2 separate regions of the Pan troglodytes genome follow, and region 2 is linked to region 1. A link is a contact called in public HiChIP or PLAC-seq data. All regions are on one chromosome and are shown on one strand. The core of a region is the stretch at or near the end of the contact, and the rest is flanking DNA. Distances in the headings are between cores, read along the strand shown. Region 1 holds the start of EPB41L4B (erythrocyte membrane protein band 4.1 like 4B). Region 2 holds the start of CTNNAL1 (catenin alpha like 1).

Evidence for each region. HiChIP or PLAC-seq counts read pairs in DNA pulled down with a chosen protein or histone mark.
Region 2: an H3K4me3 HiChIP or PLAC-seq map of stem cell-derived excitatory neurons shows a contact between it and region 1, with 2.1 times the contacts expected there. The contact joins the promoter of CTNNAL1 here to the promoter of EPB41L4B in region 1. A contact is called at or near these places in 1 of 7 Hi-C or Micro-C datasets (stem cell-derived neural progenitor cells) and 1 of 1 datasets of contacts at active chromatin or transcription factors (stem cell-derived excitatory neurons).

What each region holds. Positions count from the first base shown.
Region 1 is chr11:29,132,405-29,136,258 of NHGRI_mPanTro3-v2.0_pri, reverse strand. EPB41L4B (erythrocyte membrane protein band 4.1 like 4B) reads right to left here and starts at 1,778. Exons shown (of 25, transcript XM_054658372.2): 1 at 877-1,778. The coding sequence starts at 1,182.
Region 2 is chr11:29,442,339-29,446,437 of NHGRI_mPanTro3-v2.0_pri, reverse strand. CTNNAL1 (catenin alpha like 1) reads right to left here and starts at 2,610. Exons shown (of 20, transcript XR_010148885.1): 1 at 2,336-2,610.

The DNA of each region.
Region 1 (3,854 bases), core at 529-3,028:
CTCTCAGCTGGCGCGGGGCGGGGGTGCAACCACCTGTGGGCGGGTGCCCGGGACGCAGGCCCAGGCGCCGCCGCCCTGAGGTGCCCCGCCGACCCCACGCACGGTGCCCAAGGGAGAAAGTCAGGCGCGCCTGGCCCCCCGGGCACCCCGGGGTCGACTCCCAGCGCCCCAGCAAAGGGCTCTGCCGGTGCAAGGCAGGCAGGTCTGAGACAGCCGACTCTAGAGTTAGCTCCCAAGTCACCCTACCCGCTGCGAGGAGGCTGCGGGGCAGATGGGGCTCAGGGAATGGGAATGGGGTGTATCCAGAAGGGATCAGCAGAGAGCAGAAATGGTCTAACCCCCGCCTCCCAAACTTGGGGCGCCTGCCGAGCAGCAAGCGAGGGGATCTCCTCTCTGCTGTCTCATCAAGGCCTGATGGCGAGTTTGAGGGGGGACAAGCTGGACACCCCGGGACGGCCTCACATTGATTTGAGATTTTCTACCCAATAACCCAGTATCAGGAAGACCCCTGCTGGAAGCTAGGGACGGAAGGGGAGCGCCGGCCACCCACACCAGGGGGGGCGGGGTCTCGGGACTTGGGGACCGTGTGTACTGGGGAGGGGGCGAGGCCCCAAGGACTAGGTGGGCGCCAGAGAAATCACAACCCCGCGGCGCAATGTGCCAAGGAGGGGGCGCGGGCCAAAGGTGGGGCCCCGGAAGAGACCGGGACGGGGTGGCCCAAGAAGAAAAAGGGTTGAGGAGTGCTCGGAGAAGGGGATGGGGGAGGGGATCCCCAGGGAGGTGCAAGGGAAGCGCCCCCGAGGCAAGCACTGGGGGAGGGGGAGCTGCCTCCAGGGGCGCGAGGTGCCAGTGCCCCAGACTGGCCCCGTCACTCACCGGCAGGTCCACGCTCACTTCGGTCCCGTCGAGCAGGAAGACGCGGCAGTAGAGGGTGGCCTTGGCGGCGCCGGCGGCGGAGATGTGCACGGCCGCGCCGCCGGTGAGCAGGGGCCCGCCGCCAGCCGGGAACACGCTGCCCCCGGGCGCGGCGGGCAGCGCCGAGGAGGAGGCGGCGGCGGCCGGGCCCCCCCGTGGCCCCCCATCGCGCTCGTCCCCCAGCCCGGCGGCCCCGCGCCCCGCCGCGCCCCGCGCGTAGCGCTGCATGGAGCGGCGGCCAAAGGTCCGGCGCAGGAACCGCAGCATCCTGGCTGGGGGCGCCCCCTGCCTCCGCCCCCTGCGCTGCCGCTGCCGCTGCGCCGCCGCCCGGGAGCGTCCCGCGACGCCGTCAGTGCCCTCGGCCGCCCGCGCCGCCTCTCGCGGGCTACGGCCCGCGGCTAGCCCGCGCCGAGGCCGAGGCCGCGCTCTAGCCGCCTGCGGGGCGCGCCGGCCCGGCCAGCGCCGGCTGCGAGTGGCCGCAGGCGGGAGGGCGCGCTCGGGGCCGTCCCGCCGCCGCCGCCGCTGCGCGCTCTCCCGGGCCGGCGGCCTGCGCGGGCTGCCGAGGGGCTGCTCCCGACGGGCGGCTGCGGGCTGCCAGGGGGCTGCCGGGGGCGCAGGAGGCGGGCTGCGGGCTGCTCCCGCGCCGCGCGCCGGCCGAGGGCCAGCCGGAGCAGGGCGCCTGCGTGGTCCTGGCGCGCTCGCTCCCACTCGCCGCGTCGCGCCCGGGGCCCGAGGAGGCCCCGCCGAGCGCCCGCTCCCAAGGCGCCTTTTCCTGCGCCCGCAGCCCCCGCCTCCCACCTGGGAGGCTGCACCTCCAGCCGCCGCCGCCGCCGCCGCCGCCGCCGGGACTGCAGCACGCCCTCCTCCCTCGGGGCTGCGCCGGGTAATTGCAAGCCGGGTCTGTGCTGCCCCCTGCCGGCCCGAGCGCCCCCTGCTGCTGTAGGTGTGCTCACGTGTGTACACGTAGGTGAGCACACACGTGTTTCCGGCGCCCAGAGCCCTGGAGGCGCCGAGTGCCCCTTTGCACCGATAGGAAAACAAGGCCGCGTGCCCTCTGGGAAGCGTTGCCCCGGAGACCAGGCAGAATAGCACTAAGTTTTCCCCCATGAAAAAATAGCACTGTTTCCTCTTCTGGAAAAGGAGAGGGGTGGACTAGGTAATCAACAAGGTAATCTACAAGGTCCTTGCTACTTAAGTTCTGTCAATTTAAGATCTCAGAGCTGGAAGGACTTTTTTAGTCATTCCAGTCCAGTGGACTCATTCCACATAAGGAACTTGAGGCCCGGCGAGGAGAGGAAGTATTTTTCCAATATGCTACGCAAGAAAACACCTTTCCTCAAGATCTCAGGTCCAGTATTGACATAAAGGCCTGGATAAATAACAGAGAAGGCTAGTGAAGTTGAAAATTACTGAGAAGCAGAGTAGATCTGAGGCTCTGAGAATGAATAGTGTAGGACACAGTGAGAATATTGGAGAGAGACGGAATTGTTTCTAAGCAGTGGCCCTCCAGTATACAAGTTCAAGGTCCGCTTCGAGTGAAGAGGGTTGACCAGTGCTGCTAAATGAGGAATGTGGAAGAGGATGAAGCTGAAAGGAGGTCAGGCCTCTTGGGAAGAATAACACTACTATTTATCATTCCCTTAATCTTGTGCCAAACACCGTGCTAAGCCCTTTCCATTCATCATCTCAATCCCCACAACAGCCTGGTTAGATAGACGTTCTTATCCCCATTGTACAGAGGAGGAAACTGAAGCTTAGAGAGCTTAAGAGACGGGCTCCAGATTCCATGGTTAAGACCAGCTCTTTCACCCAGCTCCAAAGCTGTTGGCTGCTAACCACTACCTCTGCTGCCAGGCAGAGGTGTGTGCATGACTGGCAGGCAAGTGAAGATGTTTGAGAGGCCTGGAAAACGCAGTGGACACAGCAAAAAAAGACAAAGAGGAAGGAGTGCATTTATGAGGCATTCTAAAACAGACATTTATTAAGGATCAGGCGCTGTCTGAGGTGATTTCATGGATGGAATTTTCATTAGTCCACACTCCAATCTTTCCAGGTATTCTATGTAACCCCCAAGTCACATAGGACTGGAGTTCGGGTCTTAAGAGAAGTAATATCCTTGTCCGAGGTCTCAGAGCTCCTGAGTGGCGGCAGCCAGTACCCTCACTCATTGTCTAATGTTCTTTTTATGATACTATGGAGGTCTCCCATGTGACAGTGTTCTCTGAGAGGGCATCTGTAATCGGCCTTCAGGTACCCAATCTACTCCTCTCCCACCGCTCCACCCCAGACTGTATTTAATAGAATACAGCCACAAGCAGATGTTCAAAGGTAGTCCAATTCTGCTTACTGGTTTCTAAGGATAGTCCATTTCCTACTATATAGCCCAGGAGTGCTGTGGCACACTGACTGATAGCCACCCAAAGATGTCCGCAGACCAATTGCTAGAATCCGTGAATATGTCCCTTTATGTGGCCAAAAAGACTTTGCAGATGTGATTAAGTTAAGGAGTTTGAAGTAGGGCAATTATCTTGTATTAATCCAACGTAATCGCAAGGGTCCTTATAAGAGGGAAGCAGGAGGGTCAGAGTCAGAGAAGGTGTCACAACAATGGCAGCAGAAGTCAGCATAATGGAACCAGGATATAAGGAACCTGGGTAGCTGAAAGAAGCTAGAAAAGATAAGGAACAAATTGACCCCTAGAGATTCCAGAAGGAATGCAGCCTTGATTTTAGCCCATGAAACCTCCAGAATTGTAAAATAATACATTTGTGTTGTTCTAAACCACTAAGTTTGTGGTAACTTATTCCAGCAGCAACAGGAAACTAATATGAGTGCACTATTAATAATATGGCTGGGTGTGGTGGCTCACACCCGTAATCCCAGCACTGTGGGAGGCCGAGGTGGGAGGATCACTTGAGCCCAGGAGTTCGAGAGCAGCC
Region 2 (4,099 bases), core at 1,361-3,860, 310 kb before region 1:
AGCCCCTCAAAAAACAGCAACAAATAAGCACACAATAAATCCTTGCTTAAAATGCTTAAAATATCCTTGTGGATGAGATGGTGAAACATGAGTTGGGTAATAATACAGCATTCTCAGAAAATGAGACTTGTGGACATATGAGTTTTCTGGAGAACTGCTGTTTTAATCTCCTAACACTGAAACTTTAAAATCATTCTAAATTGTACTTCCCTGCTTTGTTAACCGAGTATTCTGGCCATGCTTAATATACTTCTTGATTTTAACTTTTTCTTGTTAAGGACAGTCAATTATGAGGAATATCAGTTATGGTGTTGTGGTACAGATGTAGCTGTAGATACACAATGTGTGGGATGCAAAACCTCAGCTGTGACCCTGAACAAGGCTTTAACTGGAAAAAGAAAAAAAAAAAAAAAAAAAGGGCAGGCATTCTTCCCCTTTGGCATTGACCTCTAACTCTCAGCAGTGATTTATACTTTTCTTCTTCTGCTCTCCTACCCTTCTCTGGCTTCTTTTACCCCAGAGTTACACAATGCAGAGCTGTAAGACTGATACATTTTTAGCAGTGGATACTGTGAAAAGTTGCCATTTCTCCAGATTATGACTTTCTAGCTTGTTTTTCCACTGTGTACCATCTTTTTCTCTAGATCTCATTACTGCCTCTAATCTCTAGAGAGGACACAGCATAGTGTAGCAAAGAGAACCTTCTGGAGCCAGGGTGCCTGGATTCAAATCCCAGTTTGGCACTTATTGAAAGCCCTAACAGCAAATTATTTAACCTCACTATTCCTCAGTTTCCTCTCCCATACCACGAGAATATACACCAACTTCACATGATTGTTATGAGAATTAATGAGTTAATATTTACAAAGTGCTTAGAACCTGGCCTACCACATAGTAAGCATTACATAGGTGTTATTTAAAAAATGGATAAAATACTATCAACTTGAACTCCATCACTCTCTTATTTCTCTGCCTCTTAAAACTGCTCCAGTGTTTCTCATTTTGGTTGTGTTGTGCTAGTGGAGATAGGCGAGGAGCGGAGGGTCTGACATTACTGAGGGATCCCAGTGCCCCTTCCCACTGGTCAGAGCCTCAATGAGACACAGGAAAAGGGAGGGAGAGTGTCAGGTATATTCATCACTGCTCTGTTAGCCATGCGAAGGTGAAGAAAATAGGGATGTTTATTTAACCAGCATAACAGGAATCCAGGGACATGTGTGACTGCTGTTTTCAAATATGTGCAGGGCTGGGCAGGAGAAGAGATAATAGCATTTAGAATTCTATGCAACAGCTACAGGCTCCCCTTCACTGAACATGTTTAAGCAGGGTACTGGTGGCCAGGTGTCAAGGATGCTAAAGAAAGAATTTTTAGTCTGATAATCTTTAAGATTTCTTCTACCTCTAAAATCTTGGTAATCCTAGTATGAGTCACGAAGTGGTTACAACCTAGATGTGAGTCACACATCGCCAACGCGCTCCCGAAGGCACAGAATTCACTCCCCACAGTGCTTGGCATCTTACCACAGACCTAAGTGAGGAATTCTAGCCCTGAAGCTGCATATAACCCAGCTCAGAGAAACAAAAACTTTCCTAAAACTCAGGGCGTCGGTTAGCTGATTGGCAAACACAGTAACGCACACATCCCAAATGGGACTTGGCAAAACGGTGTGCATCTGGATTAACTGTCATACAGTCTCCACGTCACTTTTCCACGAGGCCGGACAGAAGCGGGCAGAAGCGAGCAGCAGCAGGTTCAGGGGAAGGGGTAGGGTGGCCGGGATGAATGGGAGGCCAGCGAACTGACCTACGGCGGGGAGGGACAAAGGATCATGGAGCGCACGCTGGGCGGGGAGGCCGGGAGGAATACCCCAGGCGGAGGAGCCGGGCTCGGGACCAGGCTGCGAACTGGTGACAAAGTCGGTTATCGAGGAGGGCCCTAAGTGCCAGCGAGGGGCCCCGCGGGGGCCCTCTCTGCCTCGGGAGCTGGGCTCAACCACTCGCCCCGCGAAGGGGGCATCGCCCGGCCGGGGGCACCCGGGAGCCGCACACCCGAGGCAGGTACTGGGGGCAAAGGCCCAGGCCGGCACCCCCGCCCCGCAGCCTCCCCTGCTGCCGAGTCCACTCAACCCTGCCGCCGGAGTTTGGATTATCCAGTCTCTCGCCGCCCGGGCCGAGGCCCGTCCCGGAGCCCCACACAGGCGGTCCGACAAGAACGCCGCAGTGCCGGCGCGGAAAGTGGGGCAGCGGCTGCCTCCCGTCCGGTCGTGCGAGCGGCGGCCGCCATCGCGGGCCGCGGCGGGAAGGAGAAGAGGGGCCGCGCCAGGCGCCACTTTACCTGAGAAACCAGCGGGAGTAGCGTCTGCTCCACCGAGCGAGTTTTGATCTCCAGTCCCGAGTCGAGGGCGAAGCCCGAAGAGCCGGAGCCGTAGACTGCTCCGGCGCCGCCAACGCCGGCGGGTCCGGGAGAGGCGGCCATGGCCCTCGGTCTATCCCGCAGCCGGGACTCCGCGCCGCGGCGAGCCTGCCGCCAGTCAGCCCACCCGCCCGGGGCGGCGGCGACAGGACACTCGCGCCAACCGAGACCCCGCCCCCAGGGGCCCGCCCCCCTAGGGCTCCGCCCCCAACCCTGCGTCCCCGCCGCCCGTCACCGTATGTCCCCGCCCACCCCCGGCCTCTGCCCCGCCCCCGCGGTCCAGCCTGGTGTGGGCTCCCTGCAACCCCACCCCCTAAGCCGGGTCCCGCCCCCACATGGCCCCGCCCTTCTCTCTTCTCAGACCCCTTCCATGGGTTCCAGGCACCTTCTCGCCAGGGTGGCGAGGAGAAACAAAACACATCTGTCACACAGCCACATGGCCTCCTCTTACTTGGACAGACAACCGTCCCCAGCAAAGCTTCCCGTCCTCTCGATAGGTGACTCGTCCTAAATCAGCTCTGAATTCCCGCAAAGACTTCTGGAAGCTGTGCTGGGGTTGAAACTGGTAGACCAAAACCAGAATCAAGTCTGTTGGGAGGGGCCTTTCCCCTGGGACGGGAATTCCAGCGGTAATGTCTTCCTGGGGCTTCTCCGGAAGGTCCAATTTCCACTCCACCCTGCTCATTCTTTCACCATGTATTTCTCACAAACACTTTGAGCTGGATTGAAGGGGAAACATTTGATAATGCAATCATTAATGGAGTATCTGGGTATTCGGCAGGAAGTCAGTATATCTTTCACACTACTGTTTAGACTTATTCAAAAGAAATTTAAAAGAAACATGAAAAAGCCTCATCTACTGTTCAACACTACTTCTTAAAACTATTTTTCAAAGTTTTTTCCTAGTGCCAGGCACAGAGCAGTTTCTTCATAACTGTTCATTGCATGAAAACACCAAGTGTGTATTTCTGACAACTCACTTGAGGAGAAGGATAAGAATCAGTTCTGTAAGCACAACTCTGAGCTCGCACAGAGCCCCACGATGGGGGCGGGGAGCTGAAGACTCCTATTCTAAGGTCTCCAGGAGCAAGGCCAAAAGGAGGTTGTCCGCAGTATGCACGCCGTGAAGGAATTCCAGACTTAAGCAACAGACTGAGAAGCATGAAAAAATGTTTTGTCAACTACCATATCTGCCAGTGAGAACCTATCAGAGTAAAAAAGAATCTGAGGCTGGCCAGTCCACCCGGACACCTTGGCCTGGATCATTTCTTCTTCCATAACACCAGATTGATGAGCTGGGTACATCAACCTGAGGCATCAGAAAGCTCTTTCCCAAGCACCGTTGAAAGGCGCTTCACGGTGCTTCAACCTGTCGCTTCAGCTTCATCAATCTACCAGTGCTGCACAGCTGTCTTTGGTATTGAAGATAGCCAAGCTTCAGCTTCTTTTTCTTCATTCAAAAAGGACAGGTCCTCAATCCAACTTTTTCTTCCAATTCTTCTCAGCCAACCATCTCACCACTTCCTTACCTATCACAAGGCCACCTTCCCCTGTGCACTGAGGGCCCTTGACCTCTTTAAGGCGCCCAGTGTCCACTTCCTGGACACACCTTCCCTTACGAAGTTGACAGTATCTCCTAAGAATTCAGTGTACACAATGGTGCCGGAGGAAATGGCATGACAGAAG